Regions from separate parts of the Mus musculus genome. Here region 2 is linked to region 1. A link is a contact called in public HiChIP or PLAC-seq data. All regions are on one chromosome and are shown on one strand. The core of a region is the stretch at or near the end of the contact, and the rest is flanking DNA. Distances in the headings are between cores, read along the strand shown.

Region 1 (7,478 bases), core at 3,844-6,343:
GATCTGATGCCTTCTTCTGGTGTGTCTGAAGAAAGCAACAATGTACTCATATACGTAAACAAAACAAAACAATCTTCATGACCAATTGGATCAAAGACATCTAGATTAAACCAGACACTTTGAACCTGACAGAACTGAAACTAGAGAAGAGCCTTGAGGGTATCAGCATAGGAGATGACTAGACAACTGAAAGCACAGGCACATTCCTTTCACCAACCCCACATATGACAGAGAGCTAATATACAAAGTATATAAATAACTCAAGAAACTAAACAGCAACAAACCAAATAATTCAATGTAAATGGAGTACAGAGCTAAACAGAGAATTCTCAATAGAGGAATCTCCAGTGGCCAAGAAACACTTAAACCAAAGTTCACCATCATTAGCAACCAGAGAAATGCAAATCAAAACTACTTTGAGATTCTATTTTACACCTGTTAGAATGGCTAAGATCAATAACACATGATAGCTCATGTTGGTGAAGATGTGGAGCAAGGGAAGCACTCCACTATTATTGGTGGGAGTACAAACTTGTTGAACCAATATGGAGATCAATGTGATAGTTCCTCATAGAATTGGGAGTGCTTCTACTTCAAGACCCAGCTATATCACTCCTGGGTTTATACCCAGAGGTCACTCCATTCTACCCAACCCACTTACTCAAATATGTTCATTGTAGCTTTATTCATAACAACTAGAAACTGGAAACAACCTAGATGTTTCTTAACCAAAGAACTTAAATAAAGAAAATGAAGCATATTTATACATCGTGTGTTACTCAGATTAAAAAAAATGACATCCTTGGCCCAGAAAGATAAACATGATATATCATCACTTATAAGTGGATATTAGCTGTCAAAGAAGACCACACTACAATCTATAGACCGAGAGAGACTAAGTATTAACAAGGAGGGCTCTAAACAAGACACACAGATCTTTCTGGGAAGGGGAGATAGATTTTTCAAGTGTCCTGTCAGTGGGTGGGTGGGGATGGGAAGGAATCAGATCAAGAAGGGAGGGGCAGAGGGGAAAGAGTCCTGGGAGAAGATTGACTGGAATAAGGGGGCATTTAGGAGGCTGTGTGGAAATCTATTGCAGCAGAAACTCTCTGGAATCTAAGAGTATTACAATAGTGAGGACTCCTAGTAATAGAGGATACAGAGCCTGAACTGGCCATCTTTGGTAACCTGGGAGGGCTCCCAGTTGTGGGACCAACACCAACCCAACCACAAAACCTCCAACCCACACGTGTCCTACCAGCAAGATGTGCTGAGGCAATGGTGGCTCAGAGATTGTGGGAATGGTCAAACAATCATTGGTCTAATTTGAGGGCCAAGCCATGAGAAGGAGCCCATGACTGACACTGCCTGGATGGTCAGAAATGGAAGCTGAATGGCTCAGAGACCTAGGAAAAGACTATGAGGATTGCTGTCTATATGCAGGTGAGGGCAGGTACAAGATAAGGTGAAAGCCTGTGATTGGGCAGTGGAAAAGGAAGGTGGGCTGAGAATTTTAGAGATGAGTACAGAGAGTAGAGGGAGAGAAGGAGGAAAGGAGAGGAAGAGACAAGATGGAACCTATAGGAGAGGAAGAGGAGCCAGAACCACAGTTTTGGGAGCCGTAAGTATTGGGGATTTCTTAAATAGATGATTAAATTATAAGTAGGGTGTGCTTGCCCTATCTAGGAGTGTAGCCTGTGTTTATATCAATTGAGTTTTGAGTTCATTGTGCAGGTATTTTGTGGGTTGAGAATTTGCTAATACAAATCTGACTGAGATGGGCAACCATGGAAACCCCTGAGGAGATAGAAGTAGAGAGTCATTGCATGGGGTTAACCATGAAGGCAGCAAGGTTGCGGGGAGAGTGAGTAGCTGGTGATAGGGCCGGATGGTGCCTTTTTTTTTTTTTTTAAATTTATTTTTATTAGGTACTTTCTTCATTTATATTTCCAATGCTATCCCAAAAGTCCCCTACACGCTCCCCCACCCACTCCCCCACCCTCCCACTCCCACTTCTTGGCCCTGGCGTTCCCCTGTACTGGGCATATAAAGTTTGCATGACCAATGGGCCTCTCTTTCCACTGATGACCGACTAGGCCATCTTCTGCTACATATGGAGCTAGAGACATGAGCTCTGGAGGTACTGGTTAGTTCATATTGTTGTTCCACCTATGGGGTTGCAGACCCCTTTAGCTCCTTGGGTACTTTCTCTAGCTTCTCCACTGGGGGCCCTGTGATCCATCCAATAGCTGACTGACTATGAGCATCCACTTCTGTGTTTGCTAGGCCCCAGCCTAGTCTCACAAGAGACAGCTATATCTGGGTCCTTTCAGCAAAATCTTGCTGGTATATGCAATGGTGTCAGCGTTTGGAGGCTGATTATGGGATGGATCCCTGGATATGGCAGTCTCTAGATGGTCCATCCTTTCGTTTCAGCTCCAAACTTTGTCTCTGTAACTCCTTCCATGGGTGTTTTATTCCCAATTCTAAGAAGGGGCAAAGTGTCCACACTTTGGTCTTCGTTCTTCTTGAGTTTCATGTGTTTTGCAAATTGTATCTTGTATCTTGGGTATTCTAAGCACTGGGCTAATATCCACTTATCAGTGAGTACATATTGTGCGAGTTCTTTTGTGATTGGGTTACCTCACTCAGGATGATGCCCTCCAGGTAGATGGTACCTTTTCAAAAGATTTCCTGCAACGAGACAAACACGACTGACGAATCCCTCCTCCCCGAAAAAAAAAAAAAAGTTTAATAAAATGATTCCCAAACTCATATGTTACCGCCTAGCCCAATTGACATCAGAGAGGCTTCCTCTGGCAGTTAATGTGAATGGATGCAGAGACCCACAACCAAAGGCAGAGCTTGGGGAACCCTAGGGAATAGGGGAAGAAGGATTGTAGGAGCCTGGGGTGAAGGACACCTGGGAAACATGGACCACAGAATCATCTAAGTAGGCCTCATAGGAGCTCACAGAGACTGAAGCAACAATCACAGCCTGCAGGGTCTGTACTAGGTTCTCTGCATACATGCTGTGGTTGTTTGTGGGATTTGAGGGAAAGGGAAACTAGAGAGAAACTGGGCTGAGCGTAGGGAGGGAATGCTGCAGTTGTGAACGTGTTGTATGAGAGAAGAATAAAAAATATAAAAATGAATAATTGTGTGATTTTGAACTGGGGGATATTAAAAATAATAAAAAAAGATTATGAACTCTAAAGGGTAGGGGGGACGGAGGATTTCCAAGTGGAGAGGGATGGATGGGCTGGTATGATATAGGAACAATGCTCATTATGACATTAACAAACTAAAATGGTAGAAGCAGCAGGAGACAAATTGTAGTTTTCAGAAGAAGTGTGGAGGAGGTGGGCTTTGCTTAGCTTACAGTAACAGTGAATGTTGTAAAACTAACCTGGCCTTTGAGCTCCTTGAATGAAATTCTGTGGGAAAGGTAGTGTCTCCAAGGGTTCTCCTGAAAGAGAGACATCTTTCATTTGCCACTGTATGAGTCCATGATCTATGCATATTTGGGCATTCATATGATTAAAATCACATACCACTCCACATGCACACTCCTGTACACATGGGCTTGTATGCATACAGACCCCTTTCTAGTTAGAAGACATATATGGTAAGAATAAAATAAATGGTATGATAAATTACCAGTGCCATGGCACTATAAAACTATATATTCTATACTTTAATTCTATTGGTAATAGGATAGGTTTACTTATGCCAGAACCATCTCTAACATGAGATACGCTGTGCACTGCTATGCTAAAATGTCTCTGACATCATATGATGGGACTTTTCAGTTTTATCATCTCTTATGGACAGAGAGCAGACAAATGCTCTCTGTTGTCAAGGGACAGTGTGGAAGACTGCCATGTGCAGAGAGGTAGCAGAGCCTTCACACCAATGCAAGATGGAAGGATGTATTTAAAGGGCAATGGAAAAGTATCACAGGGGGTTAAGCAAGGGATGTGTCTAAAATATATCATTTTGGCTACTGTCCAGAAAAATGCAAGCTACTCGGAGACAGCAGGATCGTCAGGGTTAGGCCTGTGAGTACTGGAAGAGGTGGAGATGATCTGCTTTAGAGATAGCAGGTGAAAAAAATGGAAGAGTCCCATTGTAATTTTTACCTTCGAAACGGCCAGCACCAGGAGCAAAGCTGTGAATGAAGCCGACTTAAAAGACTATTTCATAAGCCTCTTGACTTAGCTCTTAGGAAATACTAATCTAAAGCAGCCCATCCCCCCACCCCTTCCTTTTGCATGAATTTGGGAAGAGCGAAGGCAATTAGCAGTACCTGTGGGAACGTTCAGTGGGAACAATCGTTCCCCCGCCGGGTTTAACTTCAAGCAAGCACGAAGCATTTTCACCCGTACCACGTCTGGATCCTAAAACCCGCAATTATCCCTCTGCTCCGATAACCTGGGGCCAAATTCCTTCGGAATAACCCACCTCCTAAAAAACCAAAAACAACAACAAACAAACAACAACAACAAAACCAGGTTGCATATCCGCGTCCAAACGGGGGCGTTCCGGGTTCCTTCCCGCCTCCGGGGTGCCCAGGCCCGGCTCGCGCAGCTCGCATTTCCCGCACGGCGGCTGCACGCGACCCGAGCCACCTCGTGTGTGCAGCGTCTGTCCCCCGCCGCCAGGACGCCGGGGCACAATGGTGGCGATGAGTAATGTAAGTCAATACCCGCTAAAGTTCTCAAAGGCACTTCAATCCCTCCTCCACCGCAGGTGCCATCCCACCCGGAAGCGGCAACGAAGACACCGTAGTTTCCTCCATTCGGTCTCTTCCCCTGAACTTTGTTTTTGCTTGTTTCTAGAGCGGCGCTCATCCGCGGGATCGGCCACCCGAAGCCCCTCCGTCCAGCCGCAGCGCTCGCTCCCGCGGCCCGGGATGAGGACAGCCAAGGGCCTCGGGTCCCCCGCTCCCGCCGCAGCGACTCCAGACGCTCTGGCCCACGCCATCTCTATGGTCTGGCGCGGCCGCGGACCTCGCGCGGCCTGGTCGCCAGGGGGCGCGCTGGCTGGCGCCGCCGACTCCGAGTGCGCGGCTCGACCGCGTCCGCCATATTGGATGCCGCAGCCGCCGCGGTCAGCGCTTCCTCCTGTGTCTTCGCTGCGCGCTGCAGGTTCCCGCGGCCTAGGCGGCAGGGAGGTGACACAGGAGCCCGTGGGAGGAAGAGGAAGGAGGAGAAGGGGGTGGAGAGTGGAGGGGGCCGAAGCTTGAGTGTGGAGGCCGCTTCCGAGCGAGGCGGAGAAGCAGAGAAGGCGCCGCGCCAGCCCCTCCCCCGCCGCCGACCCGCCCCGGCGGCCTCCGTCCTGCTCACTGCGCCCGCCCCGCGGCCATGCTGGGGCCTCGCCGGCGCTGAGGAGCGTCGCCTGCTCGCAGTGCTCCGCGGCCTCCTGGGCCCGTCGCCCGCCTTTCCGCACGCATCGCACCCGGCCGCCGCCTCTTCCTCCGTCGGGCCCCGGGCCTCTGCGCAGACAACATGGAGGCCGTGAAGACCTTCAACAGCGAGGTTCGTACCGCAACCCGGCCTCCCCGCCAGGCTCGGCCCGGCCCGGCCCGGGGCTCGCGAGCCGAGCAAGGGCGCGGGCCGCAAGCAGCCTCCCCCGGGTGGGGCGACGGCGGCCGGGCGGCCGTGGGGGAGGGGAACGGCCCGCGCCCCTCCCGGGGCCGGGCAGGGCTGAGGGAAGGCAGGGGGAGGGCCGGTCCCCAAGGCGGCCGCGCCACGCTCCCGGGTGGGTTCCACCGAGGACTATCACCTCCCACCCCCCACCTCGCGCACGGCCCGTGGCCTGGCAGGGTCTGAACTGTTTGCAGGACATCACTCTGCAGGCCCTCCCCGGTGGTGACTGAGGAAGCTGACACACGGATGCGAGGCCCTGGAGAGGACCCACGGTGTGGTGATCCATGGTCACGTTACACGTAGTGTTTATTATTGAGGTTCTGTTGACTAGGTGACTTGGCAGCCAGGGACTTCGCTAATTGGATGGTTGGTAGCAGGCAAATTTATTCTGCGATCTCCCCCCCCTCCTTTTTTTTTTTTCTTTTTTAATTTCTGCTTGCCCTTCTGATCATCAGTTAGGGAGGAAAAGACACAAGTGCTCGGGAGAGTGTGTGCACTCAGAGGGGGTTAGAAGCTTGGAGAATCATTTGCCAGGGCCTCATTCACATGTCAGGCCAAGCAGATTTTTAATTTTCTTTTTTTAATGCAGGTGTCCAATTTTTACTCTTTGCTGGGTTTACTGATCTGATTGGAAGGCAGGCTTCGACAAAATAAATTCGATTTCTTCTTAAGGAATAATAGCAATTCGGACATTAAATGTAGCAAATTCCGGCTCAGCTCAGCATTATCTACTTGTACCTTTTAGAAACATAATTAAATGTATGCTAATTAGCATAGTTTTCAGAACTTTTGATTTGGGGATGTTAATGCTCAGTAATATGACATTTAATGTCTTAAGTACATGAGTTTTTAAAATAGCATCTGTGGCTGCCCAAATGGGACAGTGCTCTTAAATGCCTTTCTGCAATTTCATCGTAATTTTTGTTTGTTTGTTTATTTATGGTAGGTAGCCTTGGGAAAGGCTGCAAAAAGGGTTGTTGAAAGTTAGATCAAGTTCTTGAATATGCGTCTTACTTTAAGTAGTGGTGACCTTCCTGATACTGAGAGCAATACATTTGGAAATCTTGTGAATTTATAACTGATAATATGGGCAGTTATCCTCTTATGAAACTTAATTCTCTCTCCCAATGATATATATTTAGAATATGGAATAAAAGGAATTTAGTGATACTGTAAATAACTTTTTTTTTGGTTTTTTGACACAGGGTTTCTCTGTGTAGCCCTGGCTATCTTCGAACTCACTTTGTAGACCAGGCTGGTCTCGAACTCAGAAATCCGCCTGCCTCTGCCTCCCGAGTGCTGGGATTAAAGGCGTGCGCCACCACTGCCTGGTTCCTGTAAATAAGTTTTTAGTATGTTGTTAACTATATAAGAAAACAGCCAAGTTGCTTTTTAATTTGCTGCATACAGCACTAATAATGAAGTTCTTTAGTTACAAAAAAAAGGTCCCTTCTTATGTGGGCTTGGTGGTGAATGCCTTTGATGATGCTAGTACTCTGAGAGGCAGAGGAAGATGGGTCTCTCGGAGTTCACGGCCATATGTACATGTATATGAGTGTACATATAGAGTTCCAGGACAGCTAGGACTGTAATTTCTCTCTTAAAATAGCAACAACAGCAAAACCTCACTTATTTCCAAATTACCGAATTTAACCCTCTTCCACTGTTGTACTGGCTAGTTTTGTGTCACCTTGACATAGGCTGGAGTGACACAGAGAAAGGAGATTCAGTTGGGAAAGTGCCTCCATGAGATCCAGCTGTAAGGCATTTTCTCAATTAGTGATCAAGGGTTTCAGGCCCCTTGTGGGTGGTGCCATCTCTGGCTGG
Region 2 (6,468 bases), core at 3,203-5,702, 340 kb after region 1:
AGGGGAACATACTAACATTTTCTAGCTAGTATGTTAATTCTCCACCCTTCAGAGGAATGAGTCCTCAGGTCATGGTCCCACACTTCCATGAAGCCACATCGACTTAGAATCTGCATCTAGAGTCATTGTGACACCTGTTGCTGTTCACATTACATAGAGATGGCGTATCTTGGTGTGCTATTCAGTCCATAATTCATTACCACTCACAGTTGCTTTATGGACTTTATTCCCAGTCTAAAGAGGAACTATAGCATAAATCTATTCAGCACCGGCATGCCTAGCACTTTCAGACCACCAGGTGGCAGACAAGAGCTGGGAAATTTAAATACACTGGACTAGAGTCTGCTGACTTTCATGGTAGAATATTTTAACTCTTTTGTGCTTGGCCTTGAGGCTTTAGTTTGTATGTCTAATTGTGGTTATAAAGTTAACTGCATCCCCCAAGCTCAGTGTGTAAGCCTTTTATTTAGAAAAGCCTTTTATTCAGGTGATAAAAACTGTGATTAGCTTTCTGGGTGTTAAAAGGTGTGAGAGGTCACTAAATTCTGTTTGGAGCACAGGCTTCAGAGAAATGCTTTTCTGCTGAAAGTGTGGGGAAGAAAGAAAAGATACAAGTGAGGGAAAGAGGAGGTACACACACACTTAAATACACACATACACACACTCACACACATATACATACATATATATCACACATAAATATACATATACACACACATACACACATATATACATATACACATACTCACATACACATACATACACACACATATATACATATCCACACACATATATACATATACACATACTCACATACACATACATACACACATATATACATATACACATACTCACATACACATACATACACACACATATATACATATACACATACTCACATACACATACTCACATACACATACATACACACACATATATACATATACACACATATATACATATACACATACTCACATACACATACTCACATACACATACATACACACACATATATACATATACACACACATATATACATATACACATACTCACATACACATACATACACACATATATACATATACCCACAAACATACACATACATACACAAACACATACACACATAAACACACACACAGGGCAGGGGTGGGGGCTAGAGGGGGTTAGAATATATCTGCATTTAAACATTTTCCCTTTGAAAATACTTTGAAGTATGAAATTCTGAAGTCTGTATAACTTAAAATCTCTCTACTTTCCTAATGACAAACAACTTAAAGTTAGCAACCAGCACATGGCAGAGAGCTGTCTGTCTGAAGGGAGACGGTTGTGTAATAAAAGGTATCACTTGCTAGCAATGAGCCTTATACTTTGTGATGATAGCATTTAGAGGAGACCTTAAACAACGAATTTTGACCCTTGCTTTTCTTGTTTGTACATTTAAATTTCAGGTTTTCTGTAGTTCTGGACTGAGAAAATTATATGCAGTTATTTTGGGGGATTTTGATAGTGATCTGTCACAAGCCTCCTGAATGCTGATGCTTTTAGGATGGGCAGTTAGACTCTGAGTAACCAATCATTTTCTTTGTAGATGAGACAGTTGGAACCCACTCACTATGGTCTTCAGCTCCGAAAGGTGGTCGATAAAAGTGTGGAGTGGTGTGTGCCCGCGCTGTATGAATACATGCAAGAGCAGGCAAGTGGACCTGGAGGTTGAGAGGGGCTGTCCGACCACACCCATGCCCAACCTCACGTAGCCTAGGCTGGCCTTGAACTCTGTGTATCTGAGAATGACCTTCAGATTCTGTTCTGACCTTCCTGCTTCCATATCCCGTGTGTGTGGAATACAAGTGTGCGCCACCACCCCTAGTCTATGTGATGTTGGGGGTCAGACCCAGGGCCACACACGCTAAGTGAACACTCCACAAGCTCAGCCCTCTCCCCAGGCCTCCGCATGGCCTCTTAATTTGGGGGACTGTAATTTGGGGGCAAACTGTTCAAGTTTGGCATTTGATTTGTAACCAACCCTCATGTAAACAGTACTGTAAGTTTCCTGAGCGAAAGTGGGCCAACTTAATTCCACAAGGTGGTGTAGTGTTAGCCCCTGATTCTCCTGCTTTCTCTTTCTCCTTTCTTAGGTTTATGATGAAATCGAAGTTTTCCCACTCAGTGTGTATGACGTGCAGCTAACCAAGACTGGGGACATGACTGACTTTGGTGAGTGTCAGGAGCCCTCTCTTGTCCCCGGGAGACTGATGATCACCTTGCCCTTGGTCCCTCTCTCTCTTTTTTCATTATTATTTATTTTATTTGAATGGCCTGGTATGTATCAATACTGGGAGAGATGGTAAGGTAATTTCAGGAAATAACATAAGAGTTGGTAAGGCATGTGACATACTGGGGACAGTGCTAACAATAAATGGACTCTACCTGGTGCTACTCTTGGGTTCACCCAGGAGGCAAGGCTTCTTTGATCCAATTGTTGATTGCGATGTAAACACATGCGAATGTGCCACTTGTGCAGTGCCCAAGGAGGCCAGAAGAGGGAGCCTGATCATCTGGGGCTGGAGTTACAAGGTGTGCCACTTGTGCAGTGCCCAAGGAGGCCAGAAGAGGGAGTCTGATCATCTGGGGCTGGAGTTACAAGATGTGCCATTTGTGCAGTGCCCAAGGAGGCCAGAAGAGGGAGTCTGATCATCTGGGGCTGGAGTTACAAGGTGTTGTGAGCTGCTCAATTTGCATGCTGGGAACAGAATGTGGGTCATCTGGTGATCTTAACCAGCTAGTGATCATCTTAACCACTAAGCCATCTCTCCAGCCTCAAGAGGCTTCTTTTTTATGTCTAAAGTCTTACCAACTGGAATGCTGTCCTTTCCCAGGCCTTTCTCCCAGGATAGGAATCTTACCCGCCCTTTAAGATCACATGGACAGTCTAACTGGAATAAGCCTGATCTTTTGGCTCTATCTCCCTCTGACCTGAGTTTAGCGATTATAGGTCAACATAGGTGTTTAACTCTTATTTCCCTTGTCTTTATTGAATCTCCGCTCGAAGGTCTTTGTAGACTTGGCTCATGTCTTGCTGAGCACTGCAGTCTTCCTTTACCACTAGAACTCAGTAATTAGAGAAGGCTGATGAATACTTCCACAGAAAGGCTGGGTTTTGTTTCTTGTTTTTGTCATGTTACAAATGTCACAACATGGATTTTTGCTTCAAAATATTTCAAGTTGATAATATGCTCAAACTATGGTATGTTAAAATTTTATTCTCTGGACCCCTTTGTTGATCACACGATCAGGTTTGTTGGTTGATTTTGAGTCTTACCTTACTGGCCTGGTATCCCAGGATATCCTCAAATCTTGTTGTGATCCTCCTGCCTCAGCCTCCCAAACGCTAAGTTTAAGTGAGAATCCCCATGTCAGCTGTAGGTTGGCTTCATGTGGAAACCCTCCTTAGCCTTTCATCTGCTCCCACGCTACCACGAATGAGTCTTCTTCCCATCTGAGCGAATGAATATAGGCAGAGGTTCTTTTGTCGTGGTTGGCCAGGTGCTGCTTAAGGTTTAGAGAAGACATGGGAAAGAGGACATTTTCCCTGTTCTCTGGGGACTGATGGCATTGGGGAACCCGGATGGATAAGTATAGTCCTCACCATGGCAGTGTTCGAGGGAACATATGGTCTGAGCAGGACAGGTACTGGGTCTTGCATCTCAGACCTATATAAAGCACTGGACCCATTCAGGAGGATTTTCTCCTGTCATTGTGTGTGTGCATCTGTGCATATTTGTGTGAGTGTGTGTGTTTCTACATTTCTGACCTGCAATCCTCTAAGTCTTGATCAGGCTCAATCTCCTGTAGGACTGCTCATAGACTAGTGCTTGCCATGCATCTGGCTTTTTACACGGACTCCGGGGATTCGAACTCTGATCCTTATGCTTCTGCAGTGCACACTGTGTCTACTGAGCCCCTGCCTTTAACCATCTCAAAACACCTCACTCTGCTTCAGTAAGAGTATCTTTCAGCCTTATCTTAAGAAATAAAGCATCATTTTAGCCGTGGTGAGACAGAAGTAAATTATCCACACCCTTAATCTGTGGCAACAAAGCGTCTTCCTGTCCATCTGTGAATCACTCTCACTTCTCACTTGGCAAAACTGCAGCTCTAGCCACACGACGCTGGCTTTCCACTCCCTTCCCCAGCTCTCTGACAAGCCCACACTATACCCTTTGTCTTTATGAATTTGGGAACCCTTTGATATTCACCATTCTGTGCCAGACTATTGCACTTAGCATTGATGTCTTCAGGGTTCATCCTATTGCAGGATGTGCCAGATTTTTTTTTAAAGGCCAAGTAATGTTCTACTGACTGTGCACACCACATTCTGCATGTCCTTAATCTCCTCCTCTGCCAGCTAGGCCGTTCCCAGTGGCCGGCTGCTATGAATGTGCTGCTGTGTACAGTCGGAACTGTTGAATAACATTGCACACCCCTGTGTCTAAACTCTCTGGTCCGGTGGGTTCCTCTTTCCCTTATGCTTGCTAACTAGTGTGACTTTCAAAATAGTTGAAACTTACTTTCTCAACATGCTTGCGTTTACAAGACTGGATGCTCACGGACACCCTAAGAGGGCTGGGAAGACAACGAGAGGTAGACTTACACTCGATCATTATTTTCTCCCTCAGGGTTTGCAGTCACAGTTCAGGTGGACGAACACCAGCATCTCAACCGGATATTTATCAGTGATGTTCTCCCTGACAGCCTGGCATACGGAGGAGGTCTGTGTGGCGCCGCGTCTGCGCACTCTGAGGTTCTAACTGCTTCATGAGGTTGCGTGTGGTTTTGTCAGATGATGGTTTCTCTGGGAGTTTTTCACAAAGAATTGATATGAAAATACATGTGTGTGTGTATGTGTATGCACATTGTGTGTATATATATATATATAGAGAGAGAGGCTATTCATACAGATGTGTGTGTGTGTAAAGAGTATTCATACATATTGTGCAAAGATAATATGCATACTGACATGTGTAAAAAGATTATTCATACAGATGTGTATAGGTGTAAAGAGTATTCATACAAATATGTTTAAAGGGTGTATTCATACAGATGTGTGTGTATGTTTGTAAAGAGAGTATTCATACAGGTGTGTTTGTATAAAAAGAGTATTAATACAGGTTTGTGTGTGTAAAGAGAATATTCATGTAGATGTTCAGATAGAGGGAGGGAAAGAATTGTGAAACAGAGAGACCCAGAGAAAAGAGCTGACTAGCAGTTCCCCAAATGTGTCACATTCAAAACAATGTGCTTAACAGCAGCCTGGAGCTGGGCTTTAGTTTAAGCCTTGCAGATGCTATGTTTCCCACCTGGTCAGTGTTTGGCATTTGCAGCCTGCTTTCGTCTTAAAATGCGGCTCCGTAATCTCTTCCCCTAATCTTCCTGTTTGTTCTCAGGGCTGAGAAAGGGCAACGAAATCACAAGCTTAAATGGGGAACCAGTGTCTGACCTTGACATCCAGCAGATGGAGGCTTTGTTTTCTGAGAAGAGCGTTGGCCTCACTCTAGTCGCCCGGCCTGTGACCACAAGACGAACCCTGTGTGCTTCCTGGTCAGACAGTGACCTGTTCTCCAGGGACCAGAAAAGTCTGCCGCCCTCTCCCAACCAGTCCCAGCTGCTGGAGGAATTCCTGGATAACTTTAGAAAAACCGCCACGAGTGGTAAGGCTGTGTTCCGCATCGGTCGTGACCTGCTGGTCCCATTGGCTCATATTCTTTCTTAGGCTGCAGCTTTGATGGCAAGTCCAGATTGTACAAGCTACTATGGTACACTGAATTTTTCTCTCACTTACTGAGACAAGAACACAGATGCCAACTGGGATAGATTTATCAGGAGCCCATGAATTTTAGCAATTAGAGAACCTTCCAAAAAAAAGAACTATTTTCAGGGGAGGCACAATAGTCTTTAAGAAAAACACAGGCTCTTTGAAAGCCATTCACAGTGTCCAGTATTGCTGTTGCCTATAATCTATTGCAGGCATTAGCCAGTATTGGGAGACTTTGTTTTTAGTCAGTGGGGTCTAAGGTAAATCCGGTTTACAGTGTTCTGTTTGTGTCCTGGATGGTATGTTTTTGCCGTCTGGAGGACTGGTCTGTAAGAAACAACAAACTTGGCATGTTCTTTATGGGCTGATTTTGGAACCCTTAGAAGGCCTGTGGCTGAAGAGTGCCAGTCTAGTTTCTTCCAAGTGAAATAGCTGTCCGAGGAGTCACATGAAGGTGGGTTTTCTGAACTTAAATTTCTACCTCTCTTGGTTGTTGTATTTGAATCAGAGGCTCGAGCTGAGTCCGTGTCATGTCCTCTCACCATGGAGGGCCCCTGTTAAGCTTCCTAAGAGCGTAGAGTGGACTTTGATCCTGAGAACACCGAGTTGTTTATTTCACGCCATCCTGCATTCCTAATGGTTTTGTAGTAAAAATA

The links. HiChIP or PLAC-seq counts read pairs in DNA pulled down with a chosen protein or histone mark.
Region 2: a contact with region 1 is called in an H3K4me3 HiChIP or PLAC-seq map of bone marrow-derived macrophages, with 2.5 times the contacts expected there. The contact joins the enhancer-like site here to the promoter of Scaf8 in region 1. A contact is called at or near these places in 7 of 484 Hi-C or Micro-C datasets (the G1E-ER4 cell line, the N1E-115 cell line, embryonic fibroblasts and 3 more) and 5 of 115 datasets of contacts at active chromatin or transcription factors (astrocytes, bone marrow-derived macrophages, embryonic stem cells and 1 more).

The regions. Positions count from the first base shown.
Region 1 is chr17:3,109,879-3,117,356 of GRCm38.p6, forward strand. Scaf8 (SR-related CTD-associated factor 8) reads left to right here and starts at 5,094. Exons shown (of 20, transcript NM_134123.3): 1 at 5,094-5,540. The coding sequence starts at 5,511. It overlaps A230045G11Rik (a long non-coding RNA gene), which reads right to left and starts at 5,406. Exons shown (of 6, transcript XR_003952289.1): 1 at 4,709-5,406; 2 at 4,310-4,467; 3 at 3,410-3,469; 4 at 2,644-2,694.
Region 2 is chr17:3,448,644-3,455,111 of GRCm38.p6, forward strand. It overlaps Tiam2 (T cell lymphoma invasion and metastasis 2), which reads left to right. Exons shown (of 27, transcript NM_001122998.1): 11 at 1,589-1,693; 12 at 2,136-2,214; 13 at 4,677-4,769; 14 at 5,445-5,708. Among named protein-coding and RNA genes, the nearest start is that of Gm52295, 44 kb to the left of the region's middle. Within about 2 kb of position 4,453, at least 44 of the 459 cell types and tissues checked have an H3K27ac peak or open chromatin away from gene starts, as enhancers often do. A contact at or near this core is called in bone marrow-derived macrophages and peritoneal macrophages, where this site is marked.